2 separate regions of the Arachis hypogaea genome follow, and region 1 is linked to region 2. Evidence: chromatin contacts called from public Hi-C data. All regions are on one chromosome and are shown on one strand. Each heading gives the region's core, a stretch centred on a gene start, on an enhancer-like site or on the middle of the called end of the contact. The rest is flanking DNA. Distances are from core to core; before and after follow the strand shown. Region 1 holds the start of LOC112751742 (1-aminocyclopropane-1-carboxylate oxidase homolog 1). Region 2 overlaps LOC112751737 (a long non-coding RNA gene).

Evidence for each region. Hi-C and Micro-C count contacts between places; a contact is called where the count stands out from the background.
Region 1: a contact with region 2 is called in a Hi-C map of an unstated tissue, with 2.1 times the contacts expected there. The contact joins the promoter of LOC112751742 here to the enhancer-like site in region 2. A contact is called at or near these places in 2 of 8 Hi-C or Micro-C datasets (leaf and an unstated tissue).

The regions. Positions count from the first base shown.
Region 1 is chr15:157,517,014-157,523,664 of arahy.Tifrunner.gnm2.J5K5, reverse strand. It overlaps LOC112751742 (1-aminocyclopropane-1-carboxylate oxidase homolog 1), which reads left to right and starts at 2,360. Exons shown (of 3, transcript XM_025800970.3): 1 at 2,360-3,006; 2 at 3,437-3,758; 3 at 3,831-4,298. The coding sequence starts at 2,477. The coding sequence ends at 4,094. It also overlaps the pseudogene LOC112751740.
Region 2 is chr15:157,474,699-157,480,895 of arahy.Tifrunner.gnm2.J5K5, reverse strand. LOC112751737 (a long non-coding RNA gene) reads right to left here. Exons shown (of 4, transcript XR_003176485.3): 3 at 4,383-4,547; 4 at 2,108-2,773. It also overlaps the pseudogene LOC112751736. Among protein-coding and RNA genes, the nearest start is that of LOC112751739, 7.1 kb to the left of the region's middle. Within about 2 kb of position 4,190, at least 3 of the 3 cell types and tissues checked have open chromatin away from gene starts, as enhancers often do.

The DNA.
Region 1 (6,651 bases), core at 1,111-3,610, 45 kb before region 2:
GTTTGACTTATCTATGGTAATGTTACTATTCTTCTCTTATTTATTATTTATTTCGTCTTGCTTTATGACCTATGAGAACATCATACCAATGTTTATGAATTACCTTTATATGTTTTAACGCTATAGGCATTTTGTATGCATTACACATGTCATAACATAAGTAAATGAGAAGCATTTAAAAGACACACCACTCCGACTAATCAAGACTTTTGAAAATAATAATTGAACAACATTGCATCATCACTATTTTTATTTTAAAACTCAGAGTGGCTGAGGATGGATACGATGACACCATATAGATAAACTATTGAGAAACTTTTGTTTCTCACCCCTCTCTCCGTACCATCTTCAGGAACGATGCAGTACGAAGTAATACAGTTGAGGTGAAAAGACAAGTGCACTAGTAGGAGCAAGCTATCGATGACGTAAATACAAAACATTAAACGTTTACCTTAAGAAGGAAGAATATGCGATTGTTTTGGCCATAGTTAAACAAATTAAGAGAATTAGGATTTCCTATGTGTCTTGTTTTATCCTTATTGACTGATTGCAATTGTAACTATTATGTTTCCTTTTTTATTTGGTATGAGTAAAGCTTGTCATTGTTGTGCCTTCATGGTTTAGCACACCGATTTTTCATGTTAGTATTTTCAAATCCACTTATATTTTTCAACTAGTAACTATTCTAATAAAAACTAATTATTCAAATATTTTTATCTATAAATTATTTTATATAAATATTTCACATTTATTTTAAAAGAAAAATTTCGCAAGGTCTTTGAATATCAGCTACTAAATATAATCCAAATAAAGCTTAACTCAGTTTAAAAGTATTAGGGTGTTACATTCTGCAAGAATCCTATGCTTACCCGTGAATTATAGAACCATTTCCGACAACATTTTAAGTTGTAACTCATTTGAAGATGTCTGAGACCCTAAACTGCAAAACAAAAACAAAACCAAAAAAATGAATACTTGAAAAAGACAGTAAAAGAAAAGAACTCAAATATTGAAACCTGAAGCCCAATAGTGTTAATCCCACTTTGGAATAAATAACTAAAAGTAGAAACAGTATGTATTTGGAGGAAGAAGAAGAAGTATGCAAGAATCTTTTCATGCTTTCAAGCGCGTGACGTGCAGCAGATTCCAACGCCATTCAACTCTTCCGATAACCACTTCTCCAATCTCTATTTATTGCTGCGGTGGCACATTTTTGAATATCCTTGTTTTTCCCCATCGTGCTTCCTCCATCTCTGGGTCGCCACGACTTCTCCGGACTTCCGAAATCTCCCTTCCTATTTAGTCTGACATTTAAGATAAACTTCAAATCTTCAACTACAATCTCAATCCTACTGGTTATTGGAATATCATCTGCTGTTCTCTTCACCTTGTGCTCATAGTCTTTGTTGCTAAACCTTCTTCTTCATCTGGGTTTACTAAGTTCTTTTTCCTTTGACACATGGCTTTTTTTTGCTGCCATAGACAAAGATATTTGTAACTTCTAGCTCTATTTTGATAAATGGAACTGTCCAGACAATCTTGGTGACTTAAAACACAATTTTCAGTTGGTGACATGAAGAGAAAAATAAGAAAAAAGAGAAGAATCAGAGAATGTGAAGGTTGGTAGGGGTGGTGAGAGAAGGGTATGAATTAAGTTTTTTTTTGTTGTTACTTTTTAATTTTCAGTCATTAAAACTTTTAAAAGTGAAACGGAAGAGAGTAATTTGATTTTCAAAATGAATTTGTGCAGGAAAATTCCGCTTCGATACCGTGGAGGGAATCCTGTTTTTTGCCTGCAACGTGTCGGTCTAGAGAAAATTTAGTTTTGGAGGAAATACTGTAGATTGGACTGCTTAACCTTTAAATAGATATAAATAGATTATTTTTCAGACATTTAGGTAGCGTTTGGTAGAGAGACAGAGACAGAAAGACTGAGACTGAGAGACAGAGACTAAGAGACAGGGATTGAAATAAATCTCAGTATTCTGTTTTGTGTAAAATGAGAGACAGGAATTGAAACAAGAATGAAACTCTAATTTAATTTGCACAAAGGGTAAAATTGAAATTAATTAATTGAAATGAAAGTATTTTAGGTATAAAATGTTATTAAAGTTTCAGTTTCCATCTCTAAAAATTTCAGTCCCTGTGTCCCTATTTTTTGAAAGTACTAAAATACTGAAATTTTAGAGACAGAGACAAAAATTTTAGTACCAGTCTCTGAACTAACAAACACGATACTGACTACTGAGTCTCAGTCAATCTCTCAATCTCTATCTCAATACCTCAAAACAAACGCTACCTTAGTAATGGAGGTTGCACATGGCAACAGCTTACATCACGTGAGACTAATAACAACGTTGCAGAGCATTAGCACGTGCGATATGGCAATATGAAAAAAATTTATTAGTTGATGCGAGACTAAGAGAGGTAAAGGTCAATCTTGTAACACTCATCGCTGTCACAACTCACAACCACAATGATTGTCGCCGGGGCCGGAAATCCCGCAATCAACGACCGCTTGAGACAATTGAAGGCTTTTGATGAATCCAGAGCCGGAGTCAAAGGCCTCGTTGACTCCGGCATCACCAAACTCCCACAAATCTTCATTCGCCCCCCGGAAGAGCTTACCGCCGGCGACCCATCTCCGGGAGAACCGACACCTACCCAGTTCAGTATTCCAGTCATCGACCTCAAGGATATCTCCGGAGACCGAGCCGGATTAGTGGTGGGCGTAAGACATGCGGCGGAGACGGTGGGGTTTTTCCAGGTGGTGAATCACGGGATCCCCGTGAAGCTTCTGGAAGAGACGCTGACGGCGGCGCGTGAGTTTCACGAGCTGGCACAGGAGGTGAAAGGAGAGTACTACACAAGGGAGATGATGAAGAAAGTGAAGTATGTTAGCAACTTTGATTTGTATCAATCAAAATATGCTAATTGGAGAGACACACTGTTCTGTGTTATGGGCCCTGAACCCCTTGATCCTCAAGAACTGCCTACCGCATGCAGGTAGGTAATCACTGATTAATCTTGTATCCTATGGATTTAATTAGTAACTAATTCACCAAAAGTTGGTAAACTAACTAGTTTTTTGTTTCCCATGCTATCTCCTCGCCTAAGAGGATAAGTACTAATTCTTTGCGAATTTGAACTCTATTTATAAATTTTTGTTGGACAATAAATTATTGCATATTCAAGACAAGATTTCAAATTCTCAACACTTAGTTTAAGTAAATGAGTAATTTGACTATCTGAACAATCCAAATTAGTTATAAACTAACTTTTAATTAGTTAACCTTAAGAAATTTAGTATTTAAATTTATAATTTAAAATTTATAAATAAAATAATTTAAAAACGTTAGCTGATGTTGGTTAAAAAAATTAGTTAGGTAACATCAATCTTAATTCAGAGTACATAACTACCTAGTTTAATTTGCAGGGAAGTGACAATGGAATATTCAAGGCAAGTGAAGGATTTGGGGAAGGTGTTATTTGAATTGCTATCAGAGGCACTTGGACTTAATCCTGAGCATCTTGCAAGCTTGGATTGTGCAAAAGGGCACTCAATTTTGTACCATTATTATCCACCATGTCCTGAGCCAGAACTCACCATGGTAACTACCAGACACTCTGATCCCGATTTTCTAACTCTTCTGCTTCAAGATCACATTGGTGGCCTCCAAGTTTTTACCCAAAATGGTTGGATTGATGTGCCTCCTCTTCATGGAGCTATAGTAGTCAACATTGGAGATTTGCTACAAGTAAGTCCAATTCTTTTAAATTGAGTTGAAAATGCATGATTAGACTAGTGCTATAATATGATCATACTACAGCTAATGTCCAACGACAAATTCAAGAGTGTGGAGCACCGTGTACTTGCAAATCATGTAGGCCCAAGAGTATCAGTGGCATGCTTTTTCACTCTTCATCTTCACCAAACAAGAAGAATGTATGGCCCCATCAAGGAACTCTTGTCTGAGGATAACCCTCCAGTGTATAGGGATACATCACTCAAAGACTTCATCGCTTACTATGATAGCAAGGGCCTGCGTGACCATGGCATTTCAGCTCTTTCCCATTTTAAGTTAATGGGTTAATTATGGCATGGAATTCGACTTAGATTAATACTTCATACTCATAAATAGCTCCTAACTTGGGACATAAATAAAATTATGTATGTTAAACTTTGACATACAACGGAGAATTTGGGTCATATTTTGTAGTTGAAAGATGAGTTGTCGGGACTAAAATTATGAAATTTTACTACCACTAGAATAATGACTATTCACTATTTTGTGTAATTTCTTCTTTTCTTTTTTTTTTTATGTTTGAGAAAATGATGAATTTAACAAGGATATCAATAATAAACGCTCATTTTAAGAAGGATATGAAGTAACTGAAGAAAAGTACGTATTATATCACTAAGAAATAGAGGGGGCATAATTAGAGTGAAATTAAATAATATCTTCATTACCATTGCGATAAGAAGTCAAAGGGTTTTGACTTTGGAGGAATAAACTATCATTTAAGTCAATTTAATTTTGACAAAATAAATTTTAAAATAAAAAATATTTTGGTCTTCAAAATATTATATTAATTTTACAAAATATATATAGGAAGATGTGTTTGGGAAAAAAAAATCCTAAAGATCAAATTTTAATGCATATTTTTGTAGGATGCTTGATAAAATGAGACATTTATAATATCTTTTAAATTTAATGATTTTCTTTTTTACATGAACAAAAAAATGGTTAATTTTATGAGATTGAAATTATTTTAGAAGTCCAAAATATCATCTCTTCTCAAAAGCTATTTTGTCAAAAAATAAAATCTTTTTAAGATTAGAAGCATTTTGCACTCTCCAACAATGTCTGTCGCCGACACCGGCGGAGTTTCAACATCTTACAATCGTCTCCAGCAACTGAAGTCCTTCGATGAATCCAAAGCTGGCGTCAAGGGCCTCGTTGACTCCGGCATCACCAAACTCCCACAAATCTTCATCCGCCCTCCGGAAGAACTCGCCGCCGACAACCAGACTCCGTCCCAGTTCACGATTCCAGTCATCGACCTCAAGGGTGTCTCCGGAGACCATTCCAAAATGGTTGCTGCAGTCCGAGAGGCGGCGGACACGGTGGGCTGTTCCAAGTGGTGAATCATGGGGTGCCATTGAAGGTGCTGGAAGAAACGCTGACGGCGGTGCGTGAGTTCCACGAGTTGCCACAGGAAGTGAAGGGAGAGTATTACACGAGGGATAAGATGAAGAAGGTGAAATATGGTAGCAACTTTGATTTGTATCGAACGAGGTATGCTAATTGGAGAGACACACTGTTGTGTGTTATGGGTCCTGATCCTCTTCATCCTCAGGAATTGCCTTTGGTTTGTAGGTTCGTAATATAACTTTGATATTCAGAATAACATTTTGCAATTAATTTATCAAGATTATGTATTTACTTATGGAAACTATTTTTATTCTCGATACTCGAATTGCGTATACTTGACTAGAAGATTATAATGTCTTGCTACCTTGGCTATAGCGACACTTTGGTCGGATGGGCTCTTATATGCAGCCATAGTTAATTATCAAAATGACATCTCACTAAGTTGAGTTGGTTGACTGGAAAGCTCACCAGTCGGGTTCGAATTACGCATTGTGTATGCAGCTACTCATCAGCCAATAATAGATCAGAATTCCGATTTACAACGGATTAGTTTTTTGTCTGCCAAGCAGAGAGATACTGTGAGGAACCAAGGGAGGATATAAGTAGAAAGTTGTGGGATGTGAACTAATATGATTTAGGAAAATGTGATTTGATTTAGAGGGAACCAAAATTTTGGGTACTTATGCTGTATAGTTTAGCTATGAAATAAAACTGATTTGCAGGGATGCAATAATGGAGTACTCAAGGCAGATAAAGGTATTGGGGAGCCTTTTATTTGGATTGTTATCAGAAGCACTTGGACTGAACCCTGAATATCTTGAAAGCATAGATTGTGCAAAAGGGCATTCAATTCTGTGTCACTATTATCCACCATGTCCTCAGCCTGAACTCACTCTTGGCACTACCAAACACTCAGATCCTGGCTTTCTCACAATTCTGCTCCAAGATCACATTGGTGGCCTACAAGTTTTGTGGCAAAATCAGTGGATCAATGTTCCCCCTGTTCATGCTGCTTTGGTAGTTAACATTGGAGATATGCTACAAGTGAGTCCAATATTTTTCTAATCTATTAAAATCTTTGTTTTTATAGAGACATGATATTTCATTTCAACCCTATATTTGATCATTTTAAATCTCAATTGTTTGTTCTCTATATGACGCGTGAATCTTTCGTGGAATCAGCCATCGATACTGTTATTAAGTTAAGCCGCCTACATTACACCTTTTTGACAGGATGTTTATGCACTGGACTACCGTTTATGGCATGTGAATCCTTTCCAATAGATGCATAATTTATAGTGTAACTAGAGCAGAATCATATATCCTGTAATAATCTTAATTTATGGTACCATTTGCAGTTGATATCTAATGAAAATTTCAAAAGCGTGGAGCATCGTGTTGTGGCAAACCATAGAGGACCTAGAGTATCAGTTGCATGCTTCTTCACTCTTGATAACTACCCATCACAAAGAATATATGGTCCCATCAAGGAGTT
Region 2 (6,197 bases), core at 2,941-5,440:
AATTATCAAATGACATCTCACTAAGTTGAGTTGGTTGACTGGAAAGCTCACCAGTCGGGTTCGAATTACGCATTGTGTATGCTGCTACTCATTAGCCAATAATAGATCAGAGTTCTGATTCACAACGGATTAGTTTTTGGTCTGCCAAGCACAGAGATATTGTAAGGAACCAAGGGAGGATATAAGTAGAAAGTTGTGGGTAGGGCTGGAAGTGAGCCGAGCTTAGCCGAGCTAGGCCAAGCTCAAGCTCGGCTCACGAAAATTGAGCTTGGCTCACGGCTCGACTCATTAACAATCGAGCTTATTTTTTAAGCTCAAGCTCGGCTCACCAAAAGCTCACGAGCTGGCTCGAGCTCACGAGCTGGCTCAAATAAGAGAAACATAGATACATAATTTATAATTTTATATCAATAAATTATAACTTATATATTTTTAAAAATATTTGAAAAGATCAATTTTGTATATTGTTTATCTATCAATAAATTATAAATTTTTTATTTATGTCCTATATTAAAATTATATGTAAAAAATAAATATAAATATTAAATAATTAAGATTGTTATAATATATATATAATCGAGCTAGCTCACGAGCTAATGAGCTGAGCTTATCCAAGCTCAAGCTCGACTCATTTAATTTATGAGCTCAATTTCAGGCTCAAGCTTGGCTCACAAGCTCACGAGCTTAGCTTATGGAGCTGTTAACGAGTCGAGCTCGAGCTGGCTCATGAGCTGGCTTGACTCACTTCCAGCCCTAGTTGTGGGATGTGAACTAATATGATTTAGGAAAATGTGATTTGATTTAGAGGGAACCAAAATTTTGGGTACTTATGCTGTATAGTTTAGCCATGAAATAAAACTGATTTGCAGGGATGCAATAATGGAGTACTCAAGGCAGATAAAGGTATTGGGGAGCCTTTTATTTGGATTGTTATCAGAAGCACTTGGACTGAACCCTGAATATCTTGAAAGCATAGATTGTGCAAAAGGGCATTCAATTCTGTGTCACTATTATCCACCATGTCCTCAGCCTGAACTCACTCTTGGCACTACCAAACACTCAGATCCTGGCTTTCTCACAATTCTGCTCCAAGATCACATTGGTGGCCTACAAGTTTTGTGGCAAAATCAGTGGATCAATGTTCCCCCTGTTCATGCTGCTTTGGTAGTTAACATTGGAGATATGCTACAAGTGAGTCCAATATTTTTCTAATCTATTAAAATCTTTCAGTTTTTATAGAGACATGATATTTCATTTCAACCCTATATTTGATCATTTTAAATCTCAATTGTTTGTTCTCTATATGACGCGTGAATCTTTCGTGGAATCAGCCATCGATACTGTTATTAAGTTAAGCCGCCTACATTACACCTTTTTGACAGGATGTTTATGCACTGGACTACCGTTTATGGCATGTGAATCCTTTCCAATAGACGCATAATTTATAATGTAACTAGAGCAAAATCATATATCCTGTAATAATCTTAATTTATGGTACCATTTGCAGTTGATATCTAATGAAAATTTCAAAAGCGTGGAGCATCGTGTTGTGGCAAACCATAGAGGACCTAGAGTATCAGTTGCATCTTGCATGCTTCTTCACTCTTGATAACTACCCATCACAAAGAATATATGGTTCCATCAAGGAGTTACTTTCACAAGATAACCCCCCTCTCTATAGGGATACATCATTACAAGATTTTAATGCTTATTACTATAACAAGGGACTTGGTGGCAATTCTGCTCTTTATCATTTTTTGTTGCAAAGATAAAATATGATATCACAAAATATGGTTTTAGAGAACATAATATAGGGCTCAAACACTTGCTGTATCAACATATCATATTCACATTTCTAAGGCTACTTAGAGATTAATGTATGTGGTCCAGAGTAGTATACTTGTTAGAAATAGCAATGTTCATCACTCATGATCACTCTACAGTCTCCATCAACAATAATCTATGCTCCCATAATCCTTCTCTCTTTATGGGGAAACATTATTGCAGGATTACAGAGCATACTTTTATGACAAAGCACTTGATGGAAATTCAGCTCTTTACCATTTTAAGTTACACGGATAGATATTAAGCATTATGCACCTGCATCTGAATGATATTAAGCACTGGTCTTGTTTTCATTATATTATAGTTATACTATATATATATTATGGTGCGATATGTGGTGGCCACAAATTTGCTGTGGCTATGATGCCTATGCTAGTTGCTACAATTATTTCTTTACACGTAAACAAAAAGGGATTTTTTTCCCTTCATTTTCTCACTGTTACACCCTCAACCTCAACCGTTCAACCATAGTTACCCGCAACACTTCTTTTGTTTTTTTTTCTGGACAAGGCCTTGGCCAAACCCGACCCAGACTAGAAACCAATCGTAACCTGAACACCCCGACCCGGAATCCAAACGGTAACCCCTCCAATACTATAACACATTTTGATCTCTAGCTCCCTCTTAACGGATCTTCATGCGGGAGCAGACCATTGGTGGTGCATCCATGGTGACTTGACTCCCTCCCGCCGACGTGGTTCAATTCATTCCTGTGTGTGCTATGTCGCTGCTGTTACCATTGAAGTCCTCGGTCCTCTGTTGCGGTCCTTGTCCTTGTCGAATGTTTTCGTAGAGAACTTAACCACACTAAAGAACACTCCATTTGTCACCATCTGATTGAAGAGTCAACTCATAGTCACCGTTAGCCACCATAGCCACGGGCACCAGAGACGCAGCCATTATATGTATATTTTAAAAAAAATGTTTCCTGAATAAGCATATATATTATTACCATAATGCTATTGATTGATATTAATAGATCATAAGTTTGAGCGTGGCTTTCTAAAGCTGCAAACATACGCTCTGCCTCTGTTTTTACGACATCAATTAATATTGATTTTTGAAAATAAAACTATAATAGCTCCAAAAATGTTGAAATGGAAAATCAAATACTTCTAGACAATACCAAAATAATAATAATAATAATAATAATAAACAAAAAATTTCCAGACAAAACCATATTTGGGCCACTATAAAGTTTTGTTTTTGGAGATTGGACCTTTCAATCTTAAATAAAACTGGGTTAGACTTGGATCATGTCAGATGACAGTCTGGTTTTTGTGTTAAGAAACAAAAATCAGTTTTATAAATCTAATTGTGTTAGCTGGGTTTATTTTAATGTGTTGGGTAAAGACCAAGATGTAAATGGAAGTAGTATATTTTTAAGTTTCTAACACTGATAAAGTCCAAAAAAAAAAAAGTTTCCAGCAATCAGCAACATATCATAGTTACATTTGAGTTTATAAACACTGATAAGCAGCGGAGTCCTAGACCAAGTGTTGATGATATTGCCTCTTAATCAAGCTACACCAAATTCAACTTCCAGCTGAGACTGGGACTGATAACATTTGAGTTTATAAACTTTTATATTTGTCTTGCAGGAATTGGTATTGATATTTTACTGGGAATAAGTAAAAACGGCTTACATTTTAGTTGTATTTGATGATACATCAGTAACAGTTACAGATATTTTTTTTACAAAATGGATGGCATTTTTAATACTTATAAATCCAATCTAATGAGTTATGGACCACTGATCGAATAACACGTATGTCATTTCTTGACCCAAAAAAAAGCAAGAATAACAGGTGATTTAACTAAGCCATAAAAACTTTATTGAAATAGAGCACATATAAGAGAATATGAGTAATAATTATTAATGATTATATTTCTAAGTTTCTCGAGTTAGATATCGAGTGAATAGATCCCATTATAGGTATGCTTGGTTTAATATTTGTTTTATATTAGAATTATTTCTTTTGAGAATTAATAAGGATCAAATTTTAAAGTTGTTTAATTTAAAAACTTAAATAATATATCTTAAAATTATTTATTCTAAAAACATAAGGAGAACATTGAATTTGTCCTCTCTGTGTTAGAACTAACGTGGTCAATAAGAAGTGTATATCAGTACATGTAATGGTCAATTATACGGTAAACAGATTAATCTATAGAAAAATAAAGATATTTCGTAAATGTAGATTCAGCTTGACACATAATTTCTGTGATAATTGAGATTCATGATTGTTGTCAATGAGAAACAAAAATATCACAGTTAGCCAGATATAGGCGTGGAATGGCTCAACTAGTGAGCCGCACTGTGCACGAGGCCATAGAATATCCGTTACGTGAATACTATGAGGTAGGAATAACTGTTGCTTATGGGCCTGGTTGAATATGAGTTTGGACTTTGGAAAAAAGGGATCTTGTTTATTTTCTTTTATTAACGTTCGTCTGTTTGTGGACCCGTAATATATTTTTTTTCATTGACCATAGGAATAATGCGAACGATTTTAATTTGTTGTATTATAACTTACCAGAATAATGTGAAGCCGGACAAATAATAATGATAATAGCTCTCGACCGTTTGCACCTATTCTTTTCGTACAAGTGAACTTCCAACTTCAACCAGCAATCATAAATACCACCGACGACCCTGCGGAACAGTCCAAGAGGATCACTCAGTCCTGGAAGAGCAAGGCCTGTTACAGAAGAATGTTAAAAAAATCAGAACAAAAGCAGAAGGATTTACGGGAGACCAAATCCTTGTGCCAAGAGATGAGGAGTGGATGCATGAACAACATGGCCAAAAAGAAACACAATGGAAAGGGAGATCTTTCGCTCAAATAGTAAGAGAGGGCCCAAGAAAGAAATTTCTGGAGGAAGACCTAATAGAGAAGGATGCAGAAGATGAAGAAATGATCAAAGAAACTAATGAAAACGCATACAATCAGAACACAGATGTCAGAGTAGAAAAAATTGAAAATGGGCTTTTCAATATTGTCATTGATAAAGTCAGTGAAAGAAGATTATGGAAGATTTGGTGGAATACTCTCATAGTAAAATTACTAGGAAAGAAAGTGGGGTATGCTGCAATGAAACGAAGACTAGAAGCTACGTGGAGTAAAAAAGGGGGTATTGAAGTGATTGACTTGGGAGAAGAGTACTATATATCTTGTTAAGCTGTATGCAAGTGAGGACTTCGACCATGCATTACTAGAGGGCCTTGGAAGGTCTATGACCATTATCTTACCGTGAGATTATGGGAACCTAACTTTAACCCCCAACTAGCAACAATTGACAAAGTGACGGCATGGATAAGGCTACCTAGACTTCCGATTGAACTATATGATAGAAGCATTTTAAGACAAATTGAAAACCTTGTTAGAAGGACGGTAAAGGTAGATAACAACACAGCTAAATTGTGCAGGAAAAATTTGCTACTTGCTAGACTCTGTGTAGAAGTGGATTTGACAAAGCCTCTTCTAGGAAGATATCTCATTAATGGGAGGGAATATAGAGTGGAATATGAAGGCATCTATCAAATATGTTTCAGCTGCGGGAAGGTGGACCATGATAAAAAAAATTGTCCAAATAAAAAGGAATTAACCAATGAAAATGGGGCTCAAAGCAATACTAATAAGGGAGTAAGTAATGAAATGCCTGAAGAAATGAATCAAGAAAATCGCCAGGGAGAAGGAAGCAAAAAAAAAGGAGGATACTGCAAAGGAGAAGCAAATTGCAACAGATGCACATGATAGGTTTGGGGAATGGATGGTGGTCCAAAAGCCCAAAAGGGAAAAGAAGATCCTAAAGGATGGTGTTAACCAAAATGAAGCAGAGACGAGTAAAGCAAGGGGACAAGAAATAGAATCAAATAACAGATCAAGATTCATTGTTCTACAAATAGAGGAAACATCATATGAAGAACTAGAGCAACAAAAGGAAAAAGACAGCAACAACAACAAAGAAAAGGAGACCATTGGTAAAAGTAGAGGCAAAGAAAGAGCAAAAAATGATTCATCTAAAGGAGCAAGAACCATAACAGCAAATAAAAAAGGAAAAGAGGTGGTGACAGACAACACAAATTCAAACCAAAATCAAAGCATACCAACACCAACAGAACCAAGAGCAAGGATCCTAACAAAAAGCACCAAAGATACAACAACCATAGAAGAACCTCAACAAATCAAAAAATGAAAAGGAGAATGCCACTATGAGAAAAATTGGATGGTGGAAGAAAATACAGCTCTTACCATCATGGAGGAATGCATTGAATCCTCAATTCAAGACCCACACAACAAGGGCAGACCACCTGACTTTATGCCAAGTGAAATGGAGACAGAAGAGGG